4 separate regions of the Mus musculus genome follow, and regions 1, 2 and 4 are each linked to region 3. The links are chromatin contacts, called in public Hi-C maps. All regions are on one chromosome and are shown on one strand. Each heading gives the region's core, a stretch centred on a gene start, on an enhancer-like site or on the middle of the called end of the contact. The rest is flanking DNA. Distances are from core to core; before and after follow the strand shown. Region 1 overlaps Hs3st1 (heparan sulfate (glucosamine) 3-O-sulfotransferase 1). Region 2 overlaps Clnk (cytokine-dependent hematopoietic cell linker). Region 3 overlaps Gm40293 (a long non-coding RNA gene). Region 4 holds the start of Hs3st1 (heparan sulfate (glucosamine) 3-O-sulfotransferase 1).

Region 1 (7,226 bases), core at 3,503-6,002, 350 kb after region 3:
ACAAAGGGCTATCTGAAAGCTTGGAGCTGTCAAGGGCACAGACACAGATTATTCCAGGCACCTGGAGCTGAGGCCAGGCACCCTGGCAAGAACATAGACAGCAGCTCCAGCTTCTGCTGGCACCAGGCTATGGGCTGGCAGCTTCACACATAGCATGCCTGCAGTCTTGACAAGGAGCCGTCAGGACAGCTAGCATTGCTCGGAGAAAGCGGTGCTCAAAGGAATCAAAGGTTTGTCAGGAAAGAGTGAGCAGAACTCACACCCAAGTGGAGTCTGAGCAAGTAGACCCAGAACCTGGCCGTGTCTCTCACTTCTTCCCAGTGTCTGGGGTTGATGTGGCTGCTGGAAATCAACCCCGAGTGCTCAGAAAGATCAGGAAGGAAATACTCTTAATCACTGAGCCATATCTCTTGCCTCCTTGGTTCGATTCTTAACCAAAACGCGCATGCGTGAGTGCGTGCGTGCGTGCGTGCGTGCGTGCGTGCGTGCGTGCGTGCGTGCGTGCGTGTGTGCGTGTGTGTGTGTGTGTGTGTGTGTGTTTATCAGGCCTTTTGGGTTGAAGTCCTGTTTTGTAGCCAAACCCCAAATGGAGGAGGACTATAAAGACTCAGACTGGCTAGCCTGACAAAATTAAACCTCATATTTTATGGATAGATTATTAAGTCCAAGAGGGAAGCCATTCTCCTCTCTGCTCCTTTAATCAAAAAGACTGTTCTTAGATGTGCTGCGGTGACAAACTAAGAACTGGAAGAACTGTATCCTTCCCCTCCCCCCTCCACATCCCTGTGTCCACCTCATGACAGTACTGAATACTCAGTATGGAAAACCAAGTGTCCTCAGGCTCTCCCAGAGGGTGGCCTCCATTGTTCTTTGAATTTAGACCAAATATCTCAGGCTGGGGACATCCTTATTGTGGGACCTGAATGTCTCTTGGGCTTCACCTTCTTTCTTTGCCAAGCTCTGACCACACGAGCTTCTCCATGCCTCATAATTCACCAAGTTCATCTCAGCTTGTAGATCCTTGTTTCCAGAATGCTATATGCCAGGCTTTCTGAAGCTGTCTCTTTCTTGCTATTCAGATTTTCTTTCACCTCTGAACTTTCTCTCAATGGTCTTTACATTATCCAGTTCTAGAGGCCCCATCCATTGTACCAAATCACATCTGTCCTCCACCTCTCCACCCAGGCCTGCACACCACTGAGTCTCTTGGCAGTGACTAGTTTTCCCTCTGATGCTCACTCCAGAGAATGGCATTATTCCTGGCTCACTGTAGGGGGCAAAGACTATTTCCTCTATGAACTTGTCAAATGCAGGGGCCAGTAAGGCCAGTGGCTATAAGTTATAGGGAACAGACTTTAATTTAGTAAAAGGTGAAACATAACAGCCTATTCATTGGAAAGACTGCCAAATTGCCATGCCTCTCCTATTCCTAGAGAGTCAAGAAGAAGCCAGATGTTGAAGTGGGGGTTGGGGGGCAAACTTCATATTGCTCAGTGATTGGACAAGCTCACCCAGGAGTCCTGAAAACATCTTAATTAAAAAGGAGGGGTAGCTATGAAATAACCCTTCAAAAATATTTTAATTTTCTCCTTAATTCTTTTTATTACATAATTCCCATTATGACTCAGACTCAAAATGTGATTAACTCTAATATACCCTTGTAGTCTCACCAGTAGAACATATTCACTATCAGAGGACACATGCAAAATAGTTCATGAGACAGTGACATCCATGCTAATCTGTCTTCAAGATACCTTTACAGTCCTGCCACCTACCATGAGCACACAGCTAGCTCAAGCATGCTTCTCCTTTAGGGTAAAAGGCTCGGAGATCTAACAGAAGAGGTGGAAAGTAAGGGGTTATTTGCTGAGCAGTCACTGTGCAGAGGACAGCAAGCACAAGAGCGAAGGTCTTCTCTAGAACCTTCAACATCACCACCAGCAAGAATGGTTGTTTTCTTTTTATTTTGTACTTTTAAGCACTGACAGGGCGTTAGAGAATAGTGACGATGCAAGGAAGCTCTGGTAATTGGAAAGATCCAAATGGGAACTCTTATAGGAAGTAATCCCAGGTAAGCATAGTGCCTCTTAGGTATTCAGTGTATCAGGCCCCTGTTCTCCAGGAAGTTATATGGAACCACAGGGGTGTGTGTGTGTGTGTGTGTGTGTGTGTGTGTGTGTGTGTAGGGGTAGATGTTATGGCAGGAGAGAGACCTGGAGATTAACATTAAGATTAACATGTGAAAGAAACCAGTTGGCAGGGAAGGGCTGGAAACACTTCCTGACTGGTGGCAGATACTATAAGCAGAACACATCCAAGAGAAGTCTGACACTCACATACACATATGACAGAGGCAGGTACAACACAGAAGGACTGATGAAAGGCCATGATCCTTCTGTCCCATGCTCAATTCTTTATTCTTAGGCGCAGGACCTGGAAAACTTCAGGGAGAATGTCCTAAGCCTCAGGGCCATTCCTATACAAACTCTACACAATGGACCTAAGCCTACCGCATATGTGGGAAGTCAGTATTAGGTCATCTTTGCTAAGTATGCAACACTGTGAATCTCTTGCACACAGTAGGTTCTCCACAAACATCAATGTCCTGATGTTCTTGCCCCTGACCGTTATGAAAGTAAGTTATTAAGGTTAACTAGCCACCTCAAGGTCACAGAATCAGGAATCATCAAAACTTTTCTTCAGGGTCCTTGTCCAAGGCTCTTGCTTTGCCTTTGCCCATCTTGGAAGGGAAGCTTCACTGTGGACAGTACAAGTATATTCTGGGCAGAGGCATAAACTCCTGAAAAAGCCAGAGAAGGTGGCAGAAGGCACCGGCTCTAATAAACTGCTGTGCAAAAAAATGCTTCTTTCAAGTCTCCCATGGTGATGAGTGATTTAATTTTCTGGAATGTACTGAAACCTGAGTACAGACAGTTTGAACAACACCAGTCAGGACTGTCATTATACACACACACACACACACACACACACACACACACACACACACACAACTAAACTGAGCAATTGAAAGCATCAGGTTATTTGTTCATCCTGAAAAGTCAAAAACATCTTCCCTTTCATCTTTGCACAATGACTTAAGAGTCTGTTGCCACGGTGTCAAATTTCCATCCCTGGCAGGGCCTCTTGGAAGGCAAGGCCTAGGAAACAGATTCAGTCTACGCCTGTCAGTCTGTGAAAGGACATGGGTATTTCGAGACCTCCATAAATATTTATTTTCTTGAAATTGCCTCTACATGACACTCCTCAGCCAACGCTGACATTCAGTTTTGTTTGGAGTTATGATAATTGCTGAGAGGTAGGATGAAGTGGGAAAGGGTTCGGGGTAGGAAGGACTGAAGGACAGCTCACATAACGTCAATACGTGTTCTTGGAGCACATTTGCTGTCTGAGCTAAACAAGTCAAAATGGGCCCAAGTTCGCTTCGAAATGATTCACACTCTTGGAATGCCGCGGCTCCTCCAAGCTTTCTGAGTTCCCTGGAGTCCTCCATAATGTGGGAAGGCTCCAAATCCACAAAAGGTTACCTGGATAATGAACATTACCGGATAGGATCTAGGTGAGGGTGGGGCTGGGGAGACATAGCTTGGCAAGGACTGGAAGGTATCCTGCTGCCCCTGCAGAATCAGAGCATCCTATCTCCTGCCATAAGGGAAGGTGGAGGTCAAGCAACATCCCAGCATCCACCCCTTCAGGCACATCCCAGCATCCACCCCTTCAGGCACAAGATTAGAATGCAAGGACCCTGAGGAGGTGTTAGAAGGAAGTGACTCCAGCTTTTTCTCCAGCCCTCCAGGCTGTTCGTCACACACTATCTGAAGTACTGCAGCCGTCCAAGTGGGAGAGGACATGCCAACTTTACAAGGTCTAGTTAAAGAGGAAAATGGTACTCTAAAAGTTTGGGGAGAGGTGTGAAGTTTTGTGCCCATAAGTTCTCAGGGACACCGAGGGGTCCGTGGAAGAGGCCTGGAATCTCAGTGCCCACTACGATTCTCAGTGCGGTGGCCTGAGGAGGGGCTGTCCTTTGTTTCCCTGTTTGTTTTTCGCTGGGGTGGACTTAGCTGGATTTTAAACCCAGGATTAACAGCAATCCTGGTACACAACAAAGCGAGAGAGATCAGTCTGGCCACAGAGGTGGAGTCATTCCAGGAAGATGATAGATAACAAGAAGTTGGAAATAGCGAGACGATTTCCAGCCAAACCTTAGGTTCCTCCCTCAGCTCTGGAATTTAAAACCCGCAGGAAAGCTCTGAAACTCTCAAGAGCACTGACCCTATATATATATATATATATATATATATATTGTAAGGATTAAATAAAATAGTATGTATGGGCTGTTTAGGACACTGTTCATATGGCATGCCTTCAAATCATGGTATCTAATTTTATCCCTAAAAAATGCTTCGTGGTATAAATAGGATCTAGAGGATGATAATTAGTCAAATGCATTTGTTCGTGAGCCAAACTGCTGCAGTGATTCAACCAGACAGAAGCTCAAGGAAGAAAGGACAGTGGCACACAGACAGGATTAGGCTCTCTGTTTGAGGACAGCACAGAACAGGGTCTTGCTAAGACACCGGCCAGCCCCCCACCCCCAACAGAAGTAGAACAGCAGATGCTACTTGCTGCAGCTCCGGAGAAGGGAGGGGGGCAGCGTTCCTTCTCCTTGTGCTTCATGTTGGGCACAGAAGGCAGCAATGACCTAAATAAATCCTTCATTAGACACAGAAACACAGCGGCAGAGGCAGCACACGGCAGAGCCCTGTGACAGGAGAGCGAACAGGGCCTTTCATATTACCACGTAGCTGAGGGGAAATGGAGCCTGCCAGCACATTGGAGGCTGGAGCTGGATGCTGCAGCAAGGGTGCTCCAGCTGTGCCTCAACCTCTGGCAGGCACTTTCTTAGCTGCAGGAAAGTTCGTGGGCAGGGCAGAGGGTCAGCCCTCACGCTGCATGTGGCCAACACTCATGGGTTCTGTATATTTTCCCAGAAATACCAAGATACACGTGGTATGATAGCCACAAAATCCATGTACCAACATCCTTACCTGTCATGGTACCTACTCACTGAAGGAGAAACTGAGACAGACAAAAAGCGAAAGCTCCAAAGTTGTGCACCAAGATGCTACACAGAGTAGGGTAGCATGATGCCTTAAACCAATGCCTGCAAACTCAAACCCCTATGAACACAGATGCCTATTAACACAAGTCCCTTTGGATCTGTGTTGGGCAAGGGAGACTAGAACAGTTTACATGTGCAAGGAAATATGTGTAATGCAAAGCAAATTCTTTGTCTACTTAGACAAAGCTCAGGAAAGGATTTGTCTTATTTCTTAGGCCAGCTTTAAAGGAATGTCTTGACAGTATTTATACTTTGATATCCAATATGATTGTAGTTGAAGGTCAGCATCTTTGAGAAGCAATTTGGTTTAGGTGAGGTCATGAAGTCAGGGTCCTAATCTGAAAGGACAGGCATCCTTCTAAAGGAAAGGCAATGAGGAGAGTTCTTTATGTGTCCAACATGTGTGAAGACAAGGAAGAAGGAAGCTGTACCCAGACCAGGAACCAAACCATATAAAGTACTGAGTCCTCAACACTTAATCTTGAGATCTCAACCTCCAGGAGAGTGAGCAATGAGTTAGCGCCTGTCTCGAGTATCTGCTAGAGCAGTATCACTAGCTCATAGCCCTCAGGGAAGCAGCAGAACTAAGCTCTTTGCTGGTAGCACTTCCACTCCATAAGCACAGGACTGTCTGCTGGATTCAGGCAGATGACATCACACAAGTCAGTTGACTGTTAGGGGCTGTAGCAAGCAAGCTGTGCACATAGTCCGTCTAAAGAGGTAGCTGCTGTCAACTCAGGCAGATGTCCTCCAAGTCCAGGGACTGGAATGATACTCAAGGTTTTCCAGATCCAACTATGAACATTTAAGTGAGAGATATTGGGTTTTATTAATTAGTACATGGCTATTCGTTGCCAGATAAGAACAAGGGAAGAAAAAAATGAGATGGAGAGTAAATCAAACCTGTAAGCTCAGATACCTAAGATATGCACTTTGCCTATAGGTGAGCACTTACACAGTGGCTTCTGTAAGGTTTCTGAACTGGATAGAATTCTAGAGATATGTAAGCAATCCACGCATTGTCTTTAAAGAGTTCCCACTCAAGTAGAAGACACCCATAAAGGAGCTAGTAACAGAATTTCTGAGTGAACATGAAGAGAGCCAGCAACTAAGAGGCTCCAATGGGAGAAAACTGCGAAGAAGCAGGGCGTGCCTAGAGGGAGACCACAGGTCAGGTGATGCCTGGCCACAATCATGGGGGAGACGTAGGGCTTGCTCTGCGTAACCCTCAACAGGACATTCATTCTAGGTTGTTTGTAGCAGAAAACAGGGGTAGGTATGTGTGGATCACATGCTGTTAGTGAGAGTTGGAGGAGATGAAGTTTCAGGAGCTTGGGTGCTCCACGGTGTCCCCAGTGTTGAGTGTCAGCAGTGTTCTGAGTTTGAATTCCTGCAAGGCCACTTCATCAAATAGATTCCCACTTGGGGAAAGCTACTGAAAATTCTTGGAAACTTCTACTCATAGATTTAGTATACACGGGTGCTTGATTTTATCACAGACATATAAAAACAAGTATTTTGGCCAGGCATGGCGATACATCCTAAATCCTAACGCTTAGGAAGCAAAGGCAGAAGGGCTGAGCTGCGTAGTGAGGTCCTGTCTCAAAACCACACAATAAAGCGAAAGCAGCTTTTCGTGGACATGCTTCATCCCTGACAGTGGAGTTGTCCTGACATAGCCCTGTAAATCGAAGACACATTTAACATGTACAGCCTATGGAACATCCCCGCTGAGCGGCTAGGTGCACCAGTGTGTTGGTAGTTTCCCTGGTGACCTCACCTGACTTGGAGGTGCAGCAAGGGCCTCACCCCAAGAGAGAACGATGCCAAGCATTTTTGGATCAGGCGCTACTCCAAATTTAAAATTAAAGTCCAATTTTTGCTGAATGCACATTGCTTCCTCGCCTTAGTAAGACTGAAAAGTCCTATGTTAACAGCACAATTTATCTGTACTGCCAAGCACCGTGAATAAACCAGATAAAGAACTACACCAATACACAACTCAACCACAGGCTGGAGACATTGTTCTGTGCATGATATACTTGGCATGCAAGTGGACCTGAGTGGACTGCATACTAGTGTTCCA
Region 2 (7,740 bases), core at 3,754-6,253, 490 kb before region 3:
GAGAGGATGAAAGGTGTTGAAAAGATTGCATATTTGAGACCAAAGACTCTAGAACAGTTTGGAGGCATCCACCTCAGAGGACTCATACCTGGAGGGGAACACACCAGGGCAGACGGAGGGAAGGAGGCGGATGCTGAGGATCATCCACTGGTTAGCCTCTCACTTCACTTTGGGACCTTGGCTTTTGTGCTACTGTGTTGCAGCCCATGTTGGGTGCAGGGTGCATGCCGTAAGCTGACCCGCAAGGCACCTCTCCACACCAGGTACAGAGTTCTCTAAGATTTGCCCATTTCCTTGACATTTCTTCTAGCCCACTGTTCCATTTCTCTCTTGTTTCAAGCCTCACATCTAAGTCCCAATTTTCTAGTGGAGTTCTATGGGATTTCCTATTTTTCTATTGCACCCATTTTGGGGGTGGGAGAGAAACCCGTCAAAGAGAGTTTAGTTGACTGGGTGCTAGTGAGTAGCTCAGATCTGTACCTACTTCACAGAGGAAGGAACTTGGGCTCAGAAAGCAGCCCTCTGCTCAAGGCTGCACAACTAATGAGTGAGCACTGGGATCCCCACACATCTGCAGATTTGTGGGCCTGACAGACCGGCTGTGCTCTGGGGCAGCTGGAGGGAAAGGCTGCAAGAAGTTGGTGCATGTTACCGGGTGCCATTCTTGTCAGTGGAAACACAGCCATCTGAGATGAGTGAGTTTTCTGAAAGCTAGGCTAATGTGTTTTCCTGGCCTGTCGTCCAGAACTACATTGGAGTGATGCTCCAGATGTCTGAGGCTAGACCACAGGGGGTCTGTAGCTTCTGTCCTGGCCCATTGAGTTGCTGTTCTTTGGGCTTTCTCTCTTGGTGTTATAAGCTGAACCCAGCTCAAGGGCTCTAGCCTTCCAGTTGTCAATGTCCAAGTACCAGTCACCTTAGTGAAGGACATCCCCCAGCTGTCTGAGTCTTCTCCATAGAGGCCCAGACATTAGAGCTGGGCAGAGAGAGAGAGAGAGAGAGAGAAAGAGAGAGAGAGAGAGAGAGAGAGAGAGAGAGACAGCCACCGCTCCTTCACATGTACATCAAAGAAAGAAAGTCAGAAAAGAATAGATAGGAAAGCCCAATGGGCTAGACTGTCATCGCATCACTTAGAGAACACAGGACGCAAAACTCACCTTTGGCACTGCTGAGGCTTGGCCATGACCTAGGGTAGGAAAGAGAACAAACATGAGCATTGGCTACCGAATCCATCATGGGCTCCAAAAGAATGAACACTCGAAAGATGCATGCCATGGTTGATTCTGTGCAGCCTGGGCAAGTGTGTTCATATGTGTGCAGGTGCACAGGCACGAGTGTCCATGTGTAAACAGTTGTACTTGTGTATGGATGTGTACCCTTGTGTGAGCATGTATGTGGAGGCCAAAGGACACCTCAGCTTGTCCCTCGGTTGGCTTTGACATTTGGAGACAGGATCTGTCGTTGGGGTGGAGCTCACCAGGTAGGCCGGGCTGTGGCCAATGAGCCCCAGGGACCATCTCATTCCTATTTCCCCAGTGCTGGAGTATAGTCACCTAGTCACCTACTCCTGCTTCCTGCTTGTTAAAAACTATTTATGTATGTATGTATGTATGTATGTATGTATGTATGTATGTATGTGGGTTAGAACTCAGGTTTCTGCAAGGTAAGCACTTTATCCTCTGAGCAATCACCCACCCAGCCCCCGGTCTGTGTAATACAAGCATGAAGCAAGCTCTTCATGTTTATATAACTGTAGGCTTGAGGTAACATTTTATTAGAGATGGTATAGAAAATAGAAGACATATGTAAGAAAAAAATCATTAAAAAAAAAAGAAGAAAAAAATCAATACCGTGTTCCTATGTGTATGTGTCTGTAATGAGGATACAAGCATACTTTTATAATCAAAACAATGTATTAATGTATATGCATGAATAATGTGTGTGTGTGTGTGTGTGTGTGTGTGTGTGTGTGTAGTTGCCACGGCACATATGTAGGGATCAGAGGACAACTCTCTGGACTTGGTTATCTACTTCCACTCTACCATGACAAGGTACCTCATTTCTCTGCTTCCTGCTCTAGGATGACCTGTCCTAAGAGCTGCCAGGCAATGCCCCTGCCTCCACTTCTCATCTCCCCTTAGTAGGGCTGCAATTACAGATGCCAGTCACAGCACTAGGCTTTTTGGGTGGGTTTCGGGCATGGAACTCAGGTGGTCAGGATAGCATCAGTGCTCTATGCACACATTAAGACACATAGGTGTTTAGATGTCTTCATGTGAGTGTGACACTCTATTCATTACGCAGTGTTATTGAAAAACACATTTGTTGGCCACTGTGGCCCTTTTGGAGAGGATTTAGGCTCTTGCTAATTATTGAGCATTGTAAACAAGATTGCAAAACCCGTCCTTTCTTGCATTGCAGTCTCATCTCTGCACATCTCGGCGGGCAGACAGTTATCCAGTCCAAAGAAAACACCAGAGTGGGGCATTCTCAGTCCCTGGTTGCACATTCCTCAGATGCTTTCTGGATGGCTTTGTATTGATTCATATTAACTTATGTTTTTACCCATTGAACATGAAGTGGCTGCCCGCTGTGTCTCACCACCACGATCCGTGTTCCAACCCCACTTTACCTATTTGACACTTGATCCTCATTGCTCCAATTTTGTTTCTGAGATGGCTACCACGTTTGAATAATTACACGCCTCTCCTCTTTGGTAAGTCACTTGGGCACATCTTTGTTCATTTTCTGATGCTAAGTTCTTGGCGTAGCCACAAACGTCACCCTTGGACAGCGTTCCCTTGGGTGTAACTTTTCCCTAGATTTGGCTTCTGGCCGGGAAAAACCCCAGGGCAATGGAAAGCTCCAAGGACTGCTGCTTCCGTGAGCTGACTTGTTTGCGCCTTTAATAACCGCTGGCCCTCTCTGCACACCTTTCCTCCGAGGCGCTCTAAGTGCGTCACAGCTGCAATTAATTGAGCATCGCAACACACATTGCGTGTAAATATTTATGAGGCCTATCTGTGGCTGGGATGTTGGGCACACAATAGTTAAGCAATGAAGCATTAGTAACCAGGAAACGGGAGCTTAGGAGTCCAGATGCTGCCTGTTCGGATACTGCCCCTTTCCTAACTTCATCTTCCAAATGACCTTGGGGAGCCGATGCCCTCCCAAACAAGCAACAGGGCACAGGGATGCACAAATAGCCCAATCCAGGCAGTCGCCGAGAGGCAAGGAAATTGCTTTAAGCTCTGCTGCTACTCCAGCCTGGCTGTCTCCCTACCCAAGCCTGTGGGATGTGCTGAGTCTCACGGGGGAGCCACGATGCATCTGCAGCCCAGAGCCCTGTGGTTAGCAGTTGGTGCCCTTTCAAGTACGCTGAGCTTCAGCAGAAACGAACAGTAAATTACCTAGTGGGACGAAAACTCTGTATGTGGAGCCTGCTAACACACTCCTGTCCACCCTAGATACATGACCTCTCCCCGCACCCCCACCGGAGATCATGGCGTCCAGATATGTAACTTATGACATGTGCAATATAGAAGGAGTTTCTACGACCGTGGCCAGTGAGTTCATTAGGAATGGAGCAAATATCCAAGGGACTGACTCCAGGCTGGGATTCTAAAGTGGGCCAGATGTAGGTAAGAACTTCTGTGCCAAAGGCAAAGTCTTCTGCAGGAACCAGGGAGGACTCTCAACACCCACTGCCTTCTGCCTTTGGCCTCCCCAGGATCTTAGAATGGAATGCTAGGCAGGAGAGTTGAGACCTGAGCCACGGTAGTGTTCTTTCTCTCCCTGGACTCTGGGATGAGGCCTTTTGGTACACAAGTGAACAAAAGATGACAAAAAAACATTGCTCATCTGTCTACCTGTCTGCCTGTCTGCCTGGGCACTGAGCAATCTTTTCAGCACAGGTTAGCACACTTACACTTATCTTCTCAATTTCTCTTTTCCCTCGAATGCATTTTTTTTAAGTTTAGATTTATGGATTGATCATTTAATAGATTTTTTTTGAGACAAGTTCTCTCTATGGTCCAGTTGGCCTTGCTTTGAACTCCCCATCTCCTGTTTCAGCCCCCCAAGTGCTGGGACTACAGATAGGTAACAGCCCAGTCCCCACTTTTCCTTTTGACTTCCAGAAAGCCATAGGTGTTACTACGCAGGTGCTGTGAAGAGCCTAGTGCTATCCAGCACTGCTGTTCTGATGACAGAGAAAGGAAGGGTGGCTGCCCGGGGGCAGGAGGAGGGTGGAGCATTTAAGGGTACAGTGTTTTGGTTTTTACAAGAAAATAGGTCTTAGGGGTAAGGTTTAGTAGCTGCAGCATGTGCATAATTAACAGAGCTGTGTGCACAGCTCGAATGTTTGAGAGCTGATCTCATGTTATGGGTTTTTATGTCATACCAAGTAATAGTTACACACAGAGATGGGAGAACATGTTTGGAGGCAGTAGATACCGGTTTCTGCCATAGGTTTTAAGCCAATGAGATCTCTTCCACTCAGCAGATGTAACTAAAACTTAACCCGCCTAGAGTGGCACAACAAACTACTGCCAGAGTCAGGTTTCCACCCCGAGTTTCATGTTATTCCCAAGCCTAGAGCAGCGACACAGCTTGCAGAAGGGCTGTGCATCTGGAAGCATCCTCCCCATTGCCAAGGCTGTCTGAAAGTGGCTGATCTGCTTCACTCTGGGTGGGGCTCCACAAGATAGTCGGGTATTCATATGTCATGTCCTCGGGGGATTCTGCACCCTAGTGGCTCTCTGTGCGTCAATGCAAGCATGTGAATTAGCAGAGGAAGTCTCAGCAAAACAGGGAAGGGGGCCGTTATTCCAGCTGAGCCTGATGCTATGATCCAGAGAGCTGGAAAAATGGGTTGGGGGTGGGGAGGCTGGCACTGTTGCCGGAGATAGAAGAAGAAGGAGGCTGGGCATTGTGGGTCTGTCTGGATGGAGTGTGGACATCATCCTGACACTAGCAGCTGCCGAGCTCTCTGGAAAGGCTCCCGTGTTAATGCTCTTTGCAGCCTGACAGCCGACGGTGACGAATGAAAGACGCTGCTAGCTGACTTTGTGGGGATTTGATATGCTCTGCCTGGGCTCCAGCGAGGGCAGCATGTTAGCAAGCTGCCCCTTGCCAGGGAATCACAAGATGTATTCTGGCTTCCTTTTGTCAACAGCATCAACAACATAACCATGTGCAAATGGACCACAGCTGGAAAGAGCACAAGACTGGCAGCATCCTCTGCCCTCATTCTCCAGCTATAGACTCCCCTTCACATCTGGGCCTGAAGGAAGCAGGTTTTTCCTTCCTCTGCACTTCCTGCGTGTGTGGCAGGTGTCATCACGGTGGCAGGCAACTTTGAAAACTATAGGATGATCAAGATTTGATCCTCACACGTCTGTGGTTTTCTGATATGAAAGCTTATTACAAATCAATTTTAAATCTGGAATTATTTTTAATTTTTAATTCTTTTAAATAATTGAATGCATTTAATGAGCTTTAATTTTTAAAGAATACTAAAACAAACACTCCCCTCCCCCACTTCTCCTGCAGCCTGGCGCACTGGATGTGAGGATACAGTGTACTCCTATCCATGGGAACACGGGTGTGCTCTCTGGGTCCCGTAGAGATGGGGCTGAGCCATGTCTCCAGGGTTGAACTCCTGGAGTAGAGACTAATAACTCATTGCTCCCTGGAATTTGGTAGCAAACCCTGAGGGAAGTGATTCATGTGATCTTACATCACCAGCCTTTTTTCATCACCCAAGCTTCCAAGCGCTACTGGTTCTAAGTCTACATCTTATTTAACCTCTCTTCGCAAAATTGGAAGGTTACTCTGGAATAAGATTCTGTAGCTTTTGAAAGACAGCTGATGTGGTTAGAAAGTACTAAACTCATTTTAAATATAAAGAGAAGTGAAAGAGAACACAATTTCTGAGTTCAGTCCTCCCCCCCTCCCCTTAATTTGAATGTCTGCATTGGGACGCACACAGACTGTCCTGAGGAACAGTGTCTTTGTCTCCACCCTCGGACTCTCATAGAACACTTGTGCCAGATGGTGAATTAGAGATGTTAGCAACTCCTTCAATTTGCAGGTGGGTGACGAGACGATTGATTCCCTCTGGAGCCAAAGGTGCTCCACACCCAGACTGGTGAACCCTGTTTAGAGGAGGAAGTTCTCACTGGAGAACTACGGGCCTAAGGTTTGGATACACACGGAATAGTCAGAGGGTGGAGAACCTGGAGGACTCAGCGGGCTGGTGTGACTGGAGGTGTACAGTGGAAAGTTTGGCGTGGCAAAGATGTGCAAAACTGTGTCTCAGTAAGGTAATCTAGGAACACACAGAGTGGTTGGAAATGGGCCAGCTGGGATGTCCAATGGTCTTGGGGGATGGGGGAAGAGCATAACGGTGGGTGCAAGTGCCTTTCTTATTTCTCAAGGGACCACAAAAATCTCCTGTATTTCCTGGATGTACACACCACCCTTGTTTGACTGAATTCAACCATACAACTGGAACAGAGCCCATCTTGAATTCTCAGACTAACTATAGTGGTCCCTAAGAGGAGATGGGCACCTCGTCTGGGGCCTAGAGCTTGGTCTGTAAGTACAGGCATATTGGTGAATGAGCAGGACTGAGTAAATGGGTGAGAGGATGCAAGCCATGCTCACATGCTCATGGGTACGAGGCATCCCATGAAGATGTAGGCTTGGAAATGCTTTGCAGCCACGTCCTATCACAACGAGGCTAATAGACTATCCAAACATAGTAGTAGTCTTCTACACCAATTCCCTCGGAGTGGGGAAGGTCTACATTTTCACAATAGTGGAGACTGGGGAGGGTCCCATGGTCCTTGGAAACTAGTGAAATTTAGTCAAGGTGAAATCGTATCAGCTTTCTATTTGATAAGTGAACAAATGGCCCTGCTGTTTTTTCAAACTTCCATGGTGAGTTTCTAGAATCTTCCTCTTTTGGACATACCAACTATACACATCTGTGGCTATTCTGATACACATATACTCTACACTATTGAAGTCCAGAATGCTTTTATTTGATTAATTCCTGTGAACACTGTTTGGGGAAAATGGCTTGAGAAGTCCTCACATATGGTACCACCCATATCTCCCTGAGCTTTCCCTTACCCCAGTAACCATCTGGATCACCTGTCTTCCAGCTCGTGTGCAACTTCTTGCTCTAGTGATATATCTCCGCAAAGTTAGAAAGCTACATGCGATTATTTACATGCTACTTATATTGATGAACTTCTGAGGACAGACAGCATGTTCTTGAGTGCTACGGTCCTCTTCACATTAGCAGAGAATGCTTCTGACAAAGACTCAAAACTGACGATGGAGCTGGTCACCTGGATGGGTGCTACCGCAGGCAAGTCAGACAGCAGGATGGCTTGTCACACCCATTTTAGCTGGGACACTGCCTCAGTTGTCTGAAGAATTGGAAATCCTCTTCACCTCTTTTTGATCTTCTCTGCTTGGTCTCTGCCTCGCATTCCCAATCCCCTCTTTCCTTGTACCCAGGTTAGAGTTCTCTCTGCCATCCACTCAAATGTATCCAGTATACACTTGACACTGAAAATGGCTCTGGGCACAGTGATGTGTCCAATAACCGGGGTTTTCAGCACTACAACGCTGTCATGACTTGACTTTCACCTTACATTTCCTTGGTCCCTTTCATCGGATGCTTATCCTGGCACCTACTACTAAGAGCTTGTTGTGTGGCTAAGA
Region 3 (7,839 bases), core at 1,613-4,112:
ACAATGAAAGCAGTGTTAAGAGAAAAACTCATAGCTCTGAGTGCCTCTAAAAAGAAATTTGAGAGAGCATACACTAGCAGCTTAACATCATACCTGAAAGCTCTAGAACAAAAAGAAGCAAATATACCCAAGAGGAGTAGATGGCAGGAAGTAATCAATCTCAGGGCTGAAGTCAAGCAAATAGAAACGAAAAGAACTATACAAAGAATCAACCAAACCAGGAGCTGGTTCTTTGAGAAAATCAAGAAGATTGATGAACCTTTAGCCAGATTAACCAGAGGGTACAGGGACAGTATACTTCATGGCCTCTTCATTAGCTTCTGCTTCCTGACCTGCTTGAGTTGCAGTCCTGACTTCCGTTTTTGTGATGTGAAAATGTAAGCTAAATAAATCCTTTCCTCCCCAACTTGCTTCTTGGTTGTGATGTTCATGCAGAAATAGACACCCTGACTAAGACAATAAGATAATCATCTGGGCCCCTTCACATACTTCACATAGGCCTAGAGACAATAAATTCTGCAGACTTTTAACAATAGTTATTGAAGCCATGAACCAACATTAGTCCTTACTACCATTTAGAAGAATTTTTGCTATGTGTGTGTGTGTGTGTGTGTGTGTGTGTGTGTGTGTGTGTGTGTGTTGTCTGCATATTTTATCTAGACCACATATATCTGGTGCCCACAGAGGCCAGAAGAGGGTATCAGATCCCCTGGAACTGAAATTATGGATTGAAATTATGGATGGTCATAAGTCACAATGTGGGCTCCAGGAATCTAACTCAGGTCCTTGAAAGAGTAACAAACACTATAAGCCACTGGCTAATCTATTGTGACCTATATCACCTTCCTACTTATAATTGTTTCTATCAGATGTTTATGACAGAGACAACACATCTAATATACCAAGTCATGTAATATGATTGGACAATAGCACTTCTTCAGCATATCCTAGAGACTGGAATGTGGAGTGAGAAAGCCAAATAAGGAAACCCCCCAGTAAGATACAGACTAAGAGTTAGAGAAGGATTAAAATTTTCTTTGGAGAGCAGAATTGGACACAGGTTAACTTTCTCATATTATAATCAGGCTTTACAGTATAAATTCTAAGCAAGTTAATAAATTGCTTAAGAACAGAAAATAGGAGACACTAGAGTAGATGATCTGTGGTATTTTTTAAGAAATTGATTTTATATATATGTGCAGATCTATTTTATGCATATACATCATATGCATATAGACACACACACACACACACACACACACACACACACACACACACACACACACACAAGTACCATATGCATGTTGATTCCAGAAGAAGCCAGCAGAGGACATTAGATCCCCTGGAATTGGAATTATAGATGGTTGCAAAAAGCCATTTGGATACTGAGAATTGAATATGGGTTTTCCGGCAGAGCAGTAAGTGTTCTTAACCACTGAGCCTCCTTTCCAGTCCATGAGGAATTCTGAAACTTTCCTTGGTTAATAGAACTCTTCTGTGTTAATGCCTACCCAATAGGGTAGCACTGTTGCTTCAAAGTCACCCTCCCTAGAGAACACTTTCTGAATCCGTTCAGTGTTTGCTTTCTTCCTTATGTGATTTGTGAACTCAAGCACACGGCGAGGAAGCTGCAATAATCCTTGAGCTTATTTATTTTCAATTAGAATCTCATTCCATCCTCTTGGTAGTCATTTCCATAGTCTTTCCCCCCTTTTCCTTTTCTGTTTTAAAATGAACACCAGTTCATGAAAAGCAGAGGCACTAACTGCAGTTTTGAGCCTTAGTCAATCAGATTCTCCAAGGTACAATTTCTGGTCCTCTTACCATGGGCTTCACTCTGGGAATTCAGAAATGGAATTGGGTTACCAGTCAGTTATGTTCAGTGCCTGTGGATGCACTGTAAGAGGACAGCAGGAATAATCTTGCCACATCCTTGCATGGATTAGGGATTTGGACAAGACTGGGATGGCAAGAAAGCAATAATAATAATAATAATAATAATAATAATAATAATAATAATAATAATAATAAACAATAATAGACAGAGGCAGGCACACAAAATAACTGGGGTCGGGTAGACAGGGTTCTCTGTGAAAAAAACTGTAGTACCTTGGGAGCTCATCATGTATATTATGTACAGTTGAACAATGAAGCTTAATAAGGAGGCAGGGCTATGATTAATAGCTGGATCAAGGAGATGGGTCTAGCTAAACTCAGCATGAGTAGCTTCTGTAGGGTAGAAGTTTCTAGGCCATAGAAGGAGGGATAAGCTATGGTGGGTTTTTTTTTTTTTTTTGCACACACTATCAGCATCTACACATGGACTAGACAAAGACCATGCCATTTTCTTTTGAGCTTTACCTTAGGGTTGGGAACGGGGAGTTTGCCATTCCTCACTGGATCTGAGGCTCCTGTGCTCTTTATGTTATTATAGCCAGCAAGTTCTCACAATGAAGTGATGGCATGGCTCAGGAGAAGCTTGAAAGCTATATGTTACCATAGCCTCAAATGTAGCCAGCCAAGGCTAGGATGGCACAGCTCAGGAATATGGCTGGGCTTGGCAACTTACTGAGCTCTCTCCTAACAGCATACTCTTATTTCACTGTCTACTCTAAGGACAATACATAATAGTATGTTCTCTCAAGAGACCTTTAATATAGTACTGGCCATTACGGTGTGTTGACATGTGGCTTGCTCAGAGTGAATGGATATCAAAATGCAGTTTCCTGTCTCTGGGATTTGTCAGTCAGCCATACTCAACACTTTGCCCAAAGCAATCACAGCCATTACCTCTGTGATCAGGTTAGTGCCCTGGCTCAAATCCCTGCCATTGACCTCATTGTTGTTTTGCCCAATGCCATCTGTTTTCCACTTCCTCCTGAATTTTTTCCAGGATGAATCTTCTCGTGTCTAATGCTTTCCTCTAACCAGCACTCCCAGCTGTCTTTCAAATGTGTGTCTCTCCCTCCTCTGTGCTATCTCATTCTGCCACCTCTTTGTGTTTCCAAACTTAGCATGCTCATTTTTCAAGTGGTATGGGAAGTCTTCAGCAACAGCCCAGGCTTCTCTGCTCTTGAGGTATGAACTAATAATCTTAAATGTTACTAATGAGTAAGGTGGCTCAGCAGGTATAGATGCTTGGTCCCCAGCCAGAGGACCAGATTTCGAGCTTCCCAATTTACAAGCGCAAGAAGAGAACTAATCCATGAAAATAATGTCCCCTGAATTCCATATACACACCATAGAAAATATACCCATACCACCACATCCCATACACACACACACACACAGAGAGAGAGAGAGAGAGAGAGAGAGAGAGAGAGAGAGAGAGAGAGAGAGAGAGAGAGAGAAAGAGAGAGAGAGAGAGAGGGAGGGAGAGAGAGAGACAGAGACAGAGAGAGACAGAGACAGAGAGACAGAGACTGAGACAGAGGCAGAGAGAGAGACAGAGAAAAACAGAGACAGAGTAACACACACACACAGACACAGGGAGTCAGTTACAAATAAACTTAAAGCTTTTTGGAAAAAAAAAGAAATTAAAGTTACCATGAACTAGAGACTGCAGACCTAGCTCAGTTTGTAGTGTTTGGCTAGCATGCATAAAGCCCTAGGCTTAATCCCCATCATAGCAAAGAGCAGGCAGAAGAGTGCATTTTTGTAATCATAGCACTTGAGAAGAAAAAGCAGGAGGATCAGAAATCCAAGATTTTTGTCAGCCATATCTGTGAATTTCAGATCAGAACGGGTAATATGAAATCTTATCTAAAAAAGGAAAACAAAACAAAACAAAACAAAACACCACCACCATCGCCATGATATCCACTAGGCTATAGACATAAATGCACAGATAATAAACATAGGTAGAAGTATGTATTATATTTATGGATAAGCATGAGCACATGATGTAATTGACTATCATGAGGATGCTGCAGCAGCTCTGAGGGATTCCTCTTGCTTTTCTGCTGTAAGGAATTAAGCCCAGTCAAGACTTTGAGTGACTGAGGCTCTGGCACATTTCAGACTGAGTCCTCGCAAGAGGCTCTCACCCACATTCCTGCAGCTCTGCAGACTGCACTTTTTACCCTCAGCAACTTCAGTGAATATTTTTTGAATGGCAATGTATACAGATCAATCAATCAATCAATCAATCAATCAATCAATCAATGACATAAATACCTAGTACATAGAGATGAATGCATGCCAAGCATTCTGCTAATAGCTTTCCCTGCCTAATAATCTATCCATTCTCTGTCTACTTCAGGGAAGTATTTCAGAATCTATATGTCCATTTTCCAGGTGTGAATACCAGAATTTAAAGCTGTTAAGCACTTTACATGGAAAGTCAAAATTCAAAGTGTTCCCATGGATTAGGGTGTCAGACTGATCTCTGTGAACGTCACACAGAGGCCTAGGATCATAGAATGTTTTCTCCTAATGATCCATAGTTTTCTCTACATTTTATTCTAGTGCAATTTGAATGTTTTGAAGGCAAAATTTTCTTGTAGCTAATCTATCTTATTTGGTGTTTGAGTTTGCAAAGAATTGGACTTGCTTTGTTGAGACTTGTGTGTGTATGTGTGTGTACATGTACTTGTGTGTACATAAATGAATTTGCATATGTGCTCACATGAATATGTGCGAATGGATGTGTATGGGCACATGTGCTAGCATGTGAATCACCATGCATGTGTATGTGCATGAGTGTGCTTCCTGGCATAATTAAAAGCATAGCTGTAAGACAACTTGGGAGAGTGTCATGTACTATGATGAGGCTTCCAAATGTTTCACAAAAGGATTCTAATTCCTTCCCTCCAAGTAAGTGGCAATAGAATATGTAAGTCCACAGACATATGGAGACAATTTCAGCTTCTTGCCAAGAGAGGCTGGAAGATTAGCTCCCATCAAGCCAACTGAGTCAATAATCAATTCTTGCCTTAAGCTTCATTCTTTCTCAGTCAGGGAACATTCAAAGGATCTGGATATGGCTAGGGTATTTAGAAGATGTTTTAAGGCTGAACACATGGAGAAGAGATGGGAATGATTCTAGGAGTGAGGACAAGGTGGCAGATTTTCTAAGGTCACTGTTAGCCAAGGAAGGTTTCATTATTGTAACTTCATTACTGTCACATCTCTGTGAACAACAGCAAACACCTTGCAGAACCATCTCCCGCAGGAAGGGAAACTGGGATATAAGGACCACTGACTATTTTCTTCATTGGTGATGGATGCCTGTGAAGCTGTATCCATTACAAATCTCTGTTGTACAGTACGATGACTAAGGTGGCTTACTACTACTCATGTCTAAAGCACGGAGTGGAAATACAGATAATACAGAAATAAATGAATATCTCTACTGTAGCTGAGGCTGCAGGAATAGGAACTACCAGAAACCTTGGCTCTAGCAGATGCCCATGGCCCTTTAAGGCTGGAGCTCGGGGCAGCTGGTAGAGCTTGCCAGAGGCAGCAACAGATAATGAAAGGGATAGAGGTGAACTGAGTGTGCTCATGTGCTGTTTATTATCCAAAATCAGCTAACCTCATGAGTCACTGTTTCTTCAGTGAGAAATTTGTTTTTAATTTATTAAATTTTATTTTATTTTATTTTATTTTTTATTAGATATTTTCTTCATTGACATTTCAAATGCTATCCCCAAAGCCCTCTATACCCTCCCCCAGCCCTTCTCCCCATCCGACCCACTCCCGCCTCCTGGCCCTGGCATTCTCCCTGTTTTAAATGGGCAAAGAGAAACCTAAAGTTCATTTAGGTAACTAACTAACTAACTAACTAACTAACTAACTAATATCATGTGTTCATGAACTTTCTATGTTAGAAAAAAAGTATGTGGCCTGTCCCTATCACTTGAGGTTTCTGTCGGAAGATAATACAGAAATAAATGAATATCTCTATTTCTGTCTATGTATGATATATAGAAATAAGTGAAAACATGTAGAGTTCTTCACTGTCTCACCCAGATAGCACCCAGCTAGTGCCTGTCACCAAAGGCAATAAACATCCAATATAACATAATAAATATAATATAATAAATAAAATGAAATTCTTTCTATTCCCGAGGAAGGCTTTGAAAAAGCCACAATAGAATATTCAGTGTATCTCAAAGCTCTCCAGAAGCCCCTGTAGGGAACATCACTACAAATATACTCACTACTATCTGACGTCTCTAGCAGTTTATACCAAACAGCATCTGTTGTTCTTAAACTATCACACACACACACACACACACACACACACACACACACACACACGCATATATATATATATATGGTGAAGAGAAGTAAATATCAAACAAGTCGTTGAGGTAAGAGGAAGAACAGGTTGTGATATGAGATAGATGTTTTTATACACAGTTTCTGGCATAACTGAGAAATACACACTCAGGTGGTCAAAAGTCTGAAGTAAATATGTGTGCTGGATTGGTTAGTGCCATTTAACACACACTAGGGTTTTATGGACAAAAGAAATTCAATTGAGAAAATGCCTTTATAATATTGGGATGTAGATATGTCTGTGGGATATTTTCTTGATTGATGATTGATATGGGATGGTCCATCTCACTGTGGGAAGATAGTCCTGGGTCATATAAGAATGGCAGACCAAGCAACTCTGAAGGGGAAAAAAAACCTAAAAAACAAAAACTAAACAATTTCAACAACAACAACAACCACCACCTCAACAACAAACCCAAACAGCAATAACACTCTTTTGTGTCTGCTGCTTCAATTCCTGCCTTCAGGTCCTGCCAGAGTTCCTACCCTGGTTTATCCTCATTATCTACTTAAGCTATATAATGAGATAAATGCATAACCCCAAATAAACTTGTTCAGGGGTTTATCAGAGCAACAGAGAAACAACCTAAAACAGAAGTTGGTACCGGAGGTGGGGTAAATTTTGTTTGTTGTAGAGTTGCGGGAATATTTGGAATTTAGGGCTAGAAAATCTCTTGAGCACTCAAATTTAGTGAACTGTTCTGTAGGAACTTGGCAGTTAATGTTGAGAGAGATATAGGCAAGGGAAGGTCGCTTCTGTACTTTCAGAGAGAAACAATGGGCATTAAGGCTATCTATGTGACATTTTGAATTATGAATCTATGGTTGCTGGTCAACTAGGGCTAAGGCCAGCAACACTAAAGTGAAATTTTTATGTTACTGGGAAAATGAATCCTGGCAAACTGAGGCTGAAGAAATCTCATCTTTTATTATTAAGACATCTGTATTTTGGAGGTGAATGCATCTTCTTGAAAGTATTTCCTTAGGGCTAGCACACAAAGTCATGTGGTCCAGGGACCAAGGATGCCTCTAAAGCTGGCAGTTGAATTTGGTTCTATATAAGAGCCATAAGAGCCTCACATGCGTAACTGGTTTTGCTGATGTGAGAGTTGCAAGATTGAAGGGGGTCACAGAAAGACCCCGAGGCTTGGCTGGTACCATAAGAGGAAAAGGGAAGAGGAAAAGGGAAGAGGAAAAGGTGCAGCCTCAGCTGCCATGGAGACCCCATGGTTGAAGGGGTTGTAGAGAGAGGTTGAGGCTTGGCATCACAGGGCAGCGTTGGGACCCTTGAAGAAAGTCTAGGAAGGTGTTGGTGATTGTGCAGCCTCAGTAGTAGTGAATGTCCTAACATGTTGGAGGTGCCACTAACAAGGAATAACTAGGAAAGACAATGGCAGAAGTGGAGTAGAGATGACCTGAGTCCCTAAGAAAATCTATGTGTACTATAGATGGCAGAGTCAGAGAAGTGTGACTGACCAAGGCTTTGAAGCCCAGAAGATCAGAAGTAATTTTGAGATATTAGATTTTTTAGATTTGGATGTTGCTTTGGTCTAA
Region 4 (7,322 bases), core at 2,435-4,934, 370 kb after region 3:
TAGAGTACTTGCCTAGCACACTGGTTTGAACCACAGCACTAAAATAACTGGATGCTATAGTTTATGTCTATAATCCCAGCACTTGAAATTAGGAGCGGGAGAGCCAGATGATGTCCAAGGTCATCTTTAGCTACAGAGCAACTTGGAGGTCAGCCCAGGATATATGACCCTGTCTGAAAACAGACAAAGATGAAAAAACAACTCTAAAAGTTAACGCTGATCCTGGAAATTGTAATTCTTAGAAACAGTGAGGCTCAGAGATGACGTAACTCATGGAGAGTGCACATAAGATGAAACTTATTTAAATCTGCCCTCATTTTAGGTTTAGTGGCTGTGATGAACTCCGATGCAGGCACACCCCAATTACAATTAACATGAACATTAAGTAGATATAAAATATAAAAGCCAGAAAGGCAAATTAAATAATCAAAATTTCACAAGTGTTTTGTAGTCAGCAAAATGTCTTTTAGGTGTATTTTATCATTTCCTCTTAATCATTCTCCAGTCACTAATCTACAGGAAAGACTAGGAGACGAAGAGAGAGGAAACAGTGGGCCTAAGGTCATGGGGACAGAGGCTGGCCTCATCACAGCCTTCAGTCTCTTGCTTTCTTGTTTAAGAAAGGGAGTCTAGATAGAAAGCAGATGGTTCCATGGCTAAGTTGGGGACTGGAGAACTGCAGTGTTCATATTTTCTAACCTCAGATGAAAAGTGCTGTCTGTCCTTCTGTAACACCTTGGAAGACAGTTCACTTGTCACAGAGCAGCCAAAAAAGTGCTACACTCCTCAGCTCAGGCTCTGGAACTGGTGTCTAGATACTCATGGCAGACATAGGTTATAACCCATTCAGGCATCCCATGCTTGACTATCTTTGCCTCCTTACCCAGGAGAGAACGGGACTCAGTCCTGTCAGTGGCTGTGTGACACCCAGAGTGCAGGTTGGGTCTCAAAGAGGCTGAGCAGCACATACCAACCAGCTCATCCCTCCCCCTCCTCCCCCAGCCACTCCCCTTCTCCCACCTGCTTTGGAATCACCACTGAATTTTAACTTAAGACAGGAAAAGCTCCTGTGAATCTTCCCCCTTCCGAGAATCCCTGGGATTTTTCAAGGCTGAGAATTTCTTCTTTTGAGGATGAAAACACAAGTCCCAGCTATATAGACGAGTTTGTGTAAGGCAAAGCTCACTCTGCTTATCAAGGTGTAGGAAGGCTATAATCTGCTGGAGAGATAAAGGTTATGCCCCACCACCACCCCACCACCCCCACCCCACACTAGCAGCAAGGGCCCTCCACATGTCCAAAATCCCCTTTGTAAGATCAAGGCACCACTTTCTCACCAGATCACCTGTCCAAAACTTTCCGTCTTAAGACATGGTATATTGCGTGCACAGCAGCTTAGGAGAGGATGTGAAGCCCAGAATCATAGCTCAGTCCTGCTCACTAAGACATCTCTGGCTGCTGGCTAATTAACTGCAGAGACTTAAGAGTGCTTAGTCAGGAAGTTGTCCATCCCTGTCGAACAAGACTTAGATGGGTAACTGATGCCAAAGGGGCTCTTTTAAAAGTTCACCTTCTCATACATGGCCGTGGAGGTGTGTGTGTGTGTGTGTGTGTGTGTGTGTGTGTGTGTGTGTAACCTTACGTAATACAACAGTCCATATCAATGTTATTTTCCCAATTCAGTGAATGTAAAAATCTAACCATGTTGAAAATAAGGAAGGGCAGTCCAATGCATTGTACCTTAAGCATTCATTTGGAACTTTAGAAGGTCGGAATAATTCTAACTGTACTCACTTTTGCTGGGAAAGTAGAAAGCAAGACTAATTCCTGGTGTCAAAAGGAATTAGTACTTCAGAAATGTGGGGGTTGGGGGTGCAGAGTTGAGCTATCTCAATCTCCTTTTGTGAAAAAAAATAAAGTTAAATATAGAATTCCTGGAATAAACTCCTGGGTGGAAGCTGGTAATTGAATTTCAACAAATACAGTGAGCTTTGGGAGCAAAGCTGAGACCACAGTACCTTGTGTCCCCCACCCCCACCCCCAAAGCAGCTGGTCAAATACCCAGGGCTGGGGCACCTGGGGACTGCGCTGGAGATCTGCTCCCACCCGGATTGGGGAAATGGCTGGGAGGTGGGGCAGCCTGGGTGCTGGTGGTACTTTCCTGAGAATGCTGAGCTCAGACTGAAGCAAGGGCGAACTCTCTCCTCTCCCTTATTCACGGTCTCCTCTACTCACCCCAGCTCCTGGCTAACAAGAGACCTCCTCTGGGAAAGCAGCTTCAAGACTGTGGATGCAGAGTTGGCTCCTTGGGATCCCCCCAAAAGCATCTTAGCATAGTTAAGTATAAAAATAGCCCCGGGATAACGCGGAGGGAAGAGGAGGAGTAAGTCTCTCGCGCAAGGCAAAGCAAGAATACCACAGCTTCTGCGTTGTGTTGTGGGGGTTGGCGAGGAAGGGTGCTACTCCTGATCCAGAGGAGAACCCCGTGTGTGCAAGGAAAATAAAGTGCCTCCTTTAGCTTAGATTGTGCCATAAAGAGTCGGAGGCACCCACAAATAATTGCTAAGTCTGGCACAGCCCACCAATCCCTGGTAGGCATCTGGCTCCAGCACTGGCTTCTCCATCCTACTACTGGTTTGAGCCCCAGGTTCGGAGAGCTGGCTTTCCAGTTCCAGGAATGGCAGGGTCCAGAGGAAAGCAGCGGAGTCCACTGCTCTAAAAAAGCGGGTGTGTATGGCACACCTGAAGAGGTCAGGCTCCGAGCGAGCTGTGCACTTTCTAAATACAAGCTTCCCAGGTTCGTGTACGGACATCCATTATCCACTACCCTCCCCCATCCGCCTCCTCTATCGGTGGTACTCGAAATAGAAGCCGAGGTGGGAAAAAAGTAAAAAAGTAACACGAAAAAAAAAAAAAAAAATAACAGCCGTATGTAACTGGCTGTCTTAATACCTAAGGTCCTGCCTGTCACCTTCTTCTTCGAGTACCCCGGGAGATGCTCAGTCTCCCCATTATTGCTACCAAATGCAAAGGCAAACTAGACCAAGGCTTCCACACCCGAGATGCCCCATTCCAGAGGGACTCCTGTTAGCTGTCCCCTGGCCCAATTCTCCGCCCTAGGTGGTACCCGGGCTCAGCCAGCGCTCCACTCTAGCTGCAGTTGCCCAAGGTCCTAGAGAGAAGCTGTGGCGCCGAGCAACGGGCAGCGACGACCCTCTCGAGTCATCTAGGGACATAAATCCAGTCTTTTAAGAGTCAGAAAGTCTGGTACCTTATAGTCCATCTCGCGAATTCTAGAGGTGAGGTTTCGGAGCAGGAGACAGGAGAATCAGATAACCCCGAGTCTTGCCTCCAGTGGAGTGTGTTCTACCTGCTTTAGCCTTATCTCACCTTGGGCTTTGCACTTGAGTTAGTCGGAATACCAGAAGAAGGTGCCTAGGCAGCCCTCACCCCTCACGCTCCGCGCTCACCTGAGTCGCGTACCCGTCCAGCCGGTCCGGCGCCCTCAATCCTCTCTCCGGCCGGGCCATGGGCAGCACCGCCGCCAAGTACCTGCGCCCTTTGGAGCAAATTCACACTCACCCCGGGACGGGCGAGCGGTGAAGGGACACAGGCACTCACCGAGAGAGACCCGGCGGTGACCGCAGCTCCGGGCTGCAGCGCACTGAGGACCTTGCAGGCAGGCGTTTTGGTGCCGGTTCTACGGATGGGAGGAGCAGGAGGAGGAGCAGGAGCCGGAGGAGGGGACAGTGGAGGCCGGAGCTCGGGGAGAGCGCGGAGGGCAGAAGAGGATCTCGAGCGCCCACTGCTGCCTTGTTGGCTCTGGTACTGCCCCGAGTCCCGCCTCCCAGCGAGTCCCTGAGCGCCGACTTCCAGCAAGCCAGTTAAGCACCCGATTTCTGCGCTTTTGGGTCCCGAAGGAGCCGGCTCCGCTCACCCAGTACCTCGGCTCCTCGGATTTTAGTCTAAAGGGAGAGACCAGCGCAGTCTAGAGGGTGGGGCGTGTGGCTTGGGTGACTTTATCCACCTTGCAAACCCTGGACTCCTGGTCGGCTCCCTGACCCCTCTGGGTCCGAACCTTGGGCCCATATGACCGTTATCCTTTTCATAAATTCTGCGTGGTCCCCAAGACCTTCGCAGTACCCACGTGTGTTCCCACCCAGCGTTCCTTACCAGCAGGTGACTCGCTTTAGGCGCCTGTGCTCGGTGCACAGACCGGGAGGTCTCTGGAGCCGGTAGCTCCATCTTGCGCTGCAGCAGGGACAGGAGCCACTTGAAGAGGTGGCTTCAGAGTGTGCTTTGTCGCCACGGAAAAACCCTCTCTCCAAAACCCTCTCTCCTTCGGTTTCACCTCAAAAGGACCGACTTAAGGCGAGCCCGAAGAATTCAGCTTTCCTTTAGCAAAAGTAACTAGGTTGGCAAATTTCACCTCTGAAACTAATCAAGTTTTTCCTGCGTTCCAAAGCTGAGAGGTTTTGTGAGAGAGCCAACCTGCATAGTGTGACTCAGTTTAAGATTTGGAGGGCGAAGGAGCTGGAATCTCCTTGGAGACACTGGATTGCTTCAGCCCAGAGCAAGTCGCCTTCCAAAGCAGGTTACCAGAAGAAAAGAGGAGCAGGCAAGAGAGAGAGAGTGTGTGTGTGTGTGTGTGTGTGTGTGTGTGTGTGTGTGTGTGAAAGGAATAAGAAAGAAGTAACCAAATTCAAATCAAAAGAACTTCTTTTAGCTACTTTAATATCTTCCATATCTTAAAACTCAGAATATAAATATTTACCATCTATATTTCTAGAATCAACATTTTCCTATCTAAGGGGGAAAATTCCTTTGGGAAATTGACCTCGTAGCTGGTGCAAAGATTAGCGTCAGTCCTCTTAGAAGGCAAACGGATGCCCAGTTTATTGTGGCTTATAAAGCAGGCAACATCTTGGAGAGCTTAGCCAAGTTTTCCTTTTCAATGATAACTTATTAGAAAATTTAATGATTCTGGCTACTTATTCTTTGAATAAATGTAAAGTTGATATGCCCATTTCAGGTTAAAAAGGAAAAAAAAAAGTGCATTCACAAAAGCCACTTTAAATCTGCATTTGGAAAAGTCAATTTAAAGTTTACTTTAGATTTAGATACATACTTTTTCTCTCATTCTATGAAGTTGGGTAAAATCCCACAAATATCTATTGTGATTAAATGGAGAGTTCAGATTAAAAGGGCTGCCAACTCTCAGTTATGGTCACTTTAAGCTTCTTCCAGATGCCAAGCACAGTGGAGATGAGGAATCCTTCAACACAGGGTGGGAGGGGTGTTGGTGTCCTAAGTTGGTTGAGGTTATTTTTCCTTCATGAAGGGTCAAATGTGTTTCAATGCCCAATACATGGTATGAAGTACACAAGCCATCCCTGAGACACAAAAGGAGATTTGCAAGAATTCTTCTATTCATACCTTGGAAGTCAGAGGCCAGTTAACCAACTTTCTTTATTTCCTGCCACAAAAAACTCAAAAGAAATGAAAACCCCAGCCCCAGTTCAGAGTCTCTGTTACTCACCTTTGGCAGAACCTACTCCATGCACATTCAGCAAGTGATAGGAATTGGAGCACTGACCTTACAGTTGCGCATCCACACCAATATTATCAAATATTTATTGATCAATAGTCAATGTTCTTAGATTTAGGTAAATAAAAATACCAATGAGCTTTCTGGCTGTCTTTTTGTTTGTTTGTTTGTTTTTGTTTTGGTTTGGATGTATATGTCTGCTTAGACATTGATCTCTCTCCTAGATGTCTTCTGGGACTCCCTTCTGCTCACTCCTAGATACCTGGTCTGCTGTATTGGCCCTAATACTGTATTAAACAGAGCTGTTTTTGCATCTGTCTTCGCCAGTACATTGGAAGAGCCTTGGGTTTGAGTAACCATACAATTGTCCTTTTGTAGGTTCTCTGACAGTATAACTTAAGGACCCACCCCCCCTGAAAACTAACAAACATAAAACCCAAATAACATCAACAAAACTCACAACAAACAAACAAACAAACAAACAAACAAAAACAAAAACAAAATCTGTAGGGGCTATTGAGAAGGTTTGTCAGTGAAGTGCCAGCATTGCTCCAACAGAGGACCAAAGTTTTCCTAGAAGAGAAGGCTCACATTGCCTGTCAGTTCAGCTCTGGTGCATCTAATACCCTCTTCTATACTGGCAGGTACTTGTCTCACATATATGGGTAGATGTGATTTTGTGTGTGTGTGTGTGTGTGTGTGTGTGTGTGTGTGTGAGAGAGAGAGAGAGAGAGAGAGAGAGAGAGAGAGAGAGAGAGAGTTCACACACCTACACCTAAAATAAAATAGTTTTAATAAGTTTACACATTTGATATTTTAAGGGTGGTTTGATTTGGTTCAGGGTGAGAATTGAGGCTCATAAGAGACATGCTAGCAACCAACCAGAAAACAACTGTCACTCAGTTCTATGACCCAAGCCAGTGTCATCAACTCGAAAATGAGTGCATTACAGCTGTCTTCTGCATCACTAGTATGTAAGCTATTAGAGCCATTGCTGGATACTTGATATGAGAGATAAATGAAACATTAAGATATCACTGCTGCCAGCAGAAACTCTTGCATCACGGAGCAGTAAGCCTTATATGCACAAGCCACCTTTACGGATTCATTCATTCCGGCTAGACTGTAGACTCTGTTCACAGAAGATCAAAGCTGAAGGCGTGCAACAAAAGCTGGGTGACCTATGGCTTTGGTCAATAACCTGCAACAACAACATGTAAGGTAGAGCCAAGACATGAGTCAGGAGTTGGGTAAAATCAATTATATACCCTGTTTCTGCCCTGTATCTGCTCAGTGTGTGTGTGTGTGTGTGTGTGTGTGTGTGTGTGTGTGTGTGTGTGTGTGTGTGTGTTGTATTATAAATATGAACTATAGTATATGTGGAAGTCAAAGGTTGATTGGAGTGGATGTCTTCTATGTCTTGCCACCTTATTTTTTGAGACAAGATCTCTCACTAAAGCTGGAAATTATTGTTTTCCTAGACTGACCAGAGTCTACCCTCCTACAATACACAAAATATCTGCCTTTCTTTACCTATTCCAGATTGGAGTCACAGATGCACTGGGGATCCAAGCTTAGGAAGCAGGCACTTTACTTCTCAAGTCATCTTCTCAGAAAACATCTTCTGCTTTCACACTAACATTATTAGAAACACACGCACACACACACACACACACACACACACACACACACACACACACGCACATACACACAACCACCCCAGTTTACAAGGAGGATAGCTTGTTTAAGATGACATACTAATAAGAAGTTTCTC

The links. A called contact is a pair of places that touch in the nucleus more often than the background predicts.
Region 1: a Hi-C map of cerebellum shows a contact between it and region 3, with 2.2 times the contacts expected there. The contact joins two enhancer-like sites. A contact is called at or near these places in 1 of 15 datasets of contacts at CTCF or cohesin (pro-B cells), 4 of 484 Hi-C or Micro-C datasets (brain, cerebellar granule neurons and cerebellum) and 3 of 115 datasets of contacts at active chromatin or transcription factors (the 230-238 cell line and bone marrow-derived dendritic cells).
Region 2: a contact with region 3 is called in a Hi-C map of cerebellum, with 3 times the contacts expected there. The contact joins two enhancer-like sites. A contact is called at or near these places in 3 of 484 Hi-C or Micro-C datasets (cerebellar granule neurons and cerebellum).
Region 4: a Hi-C map of cerebellar granule neurons shows a contact between it and region 3, with 4 times the contacts expected there. The contact joins the promoter of Hs3st1 here to the enhancer-like site in region 3. A contact is called at or near these places in 1 of 39 promoter capture datasets (cancer-associated fibroblasts), 1 of 15 datasets of contacts at CTCF or cohesin (pro-B cells), 4 of 484 Hi-C or Micro-C datasets (brain, cerebellar granule neurons and cerebellum) and 7 of 115 datasets of contacts at active chromatin or transcription factors (the 230-238 cell line, bone marrow-derived dendritic cells, bone marrow-derived macrophages and 3 more).

Annotation. Positions count from the first base shown.
Region 1 is chr5:39,620,594-39,627,819 of GRCm38.p6, forward strand. All of the region lies in intron 1 of Hs3st1 (heparan sulfate (glucosamine) 3-O-sulfotransferase 1), which reads right to left. Among named protein-coding and RNA genes, the nearest start is that of Hs3st1, 20 kb to the right of the region's middle. Within about 2 kb of position 4,753, at least 56 of the 459 cell types and tissues checked have an H3K27ac peak or open chromatin away from gene starts, as enhancers often do. A contact at or near this core is called in cerebellar granule neurons and cerebellum, where this site is marked.
Region 2 is chr5:38,783,363-38,791,102 of GRCm38.p6, forward strand. It overlaps Clnk (cytokine-dependent hematopoietic cell linker), which reads right to left. Exons shown (of 19, transcript NM_013748.3): 4 at 1,158-1,186. Among named protein-coding and RNA genes, the nearest start is that of Gm22779, 87 kb to the left of the region's middle. Within about 2 kb of position 5,004, at least 27 of the 459 cell types and tissues checked have an H3K27ac peak or open chromatin away from gene starts, as enhancers often do. A contact at or near this core is called in cerebellum, where this site is marked.
Region 3 is chr5:39,271,044-39,278,882 of GRCm38.p6, forward strand. The region is part of intron 1 of Gm40293 (a long non-coding RNA gene); the gene reads right to left. Among named protein-coding and RNA genes, the nearest start is that of Gm40293, 32 kb to the right of the region's middle. Within about 2 kb of position 2,863, at least 2 of the 459 cell types and tissues checked have an H3K27ac peak or open chromatin away from gene starts, as enhancers often do. A contact at or near this core is called in cerebellar granule neurons and cerebellum, where this site is marked.
Region 4 is chr5:39,640,947-39,648,268 of GRCm38.p6, forward strand. It overlaps Hs3st1 (heparan sulfate (glucosamine) 3-O-sulfotransferase 1), which reads right to left and starts at 3,685. Exons shown (of 2, transcript NM_010474.2): 1 at 3,471-3,685.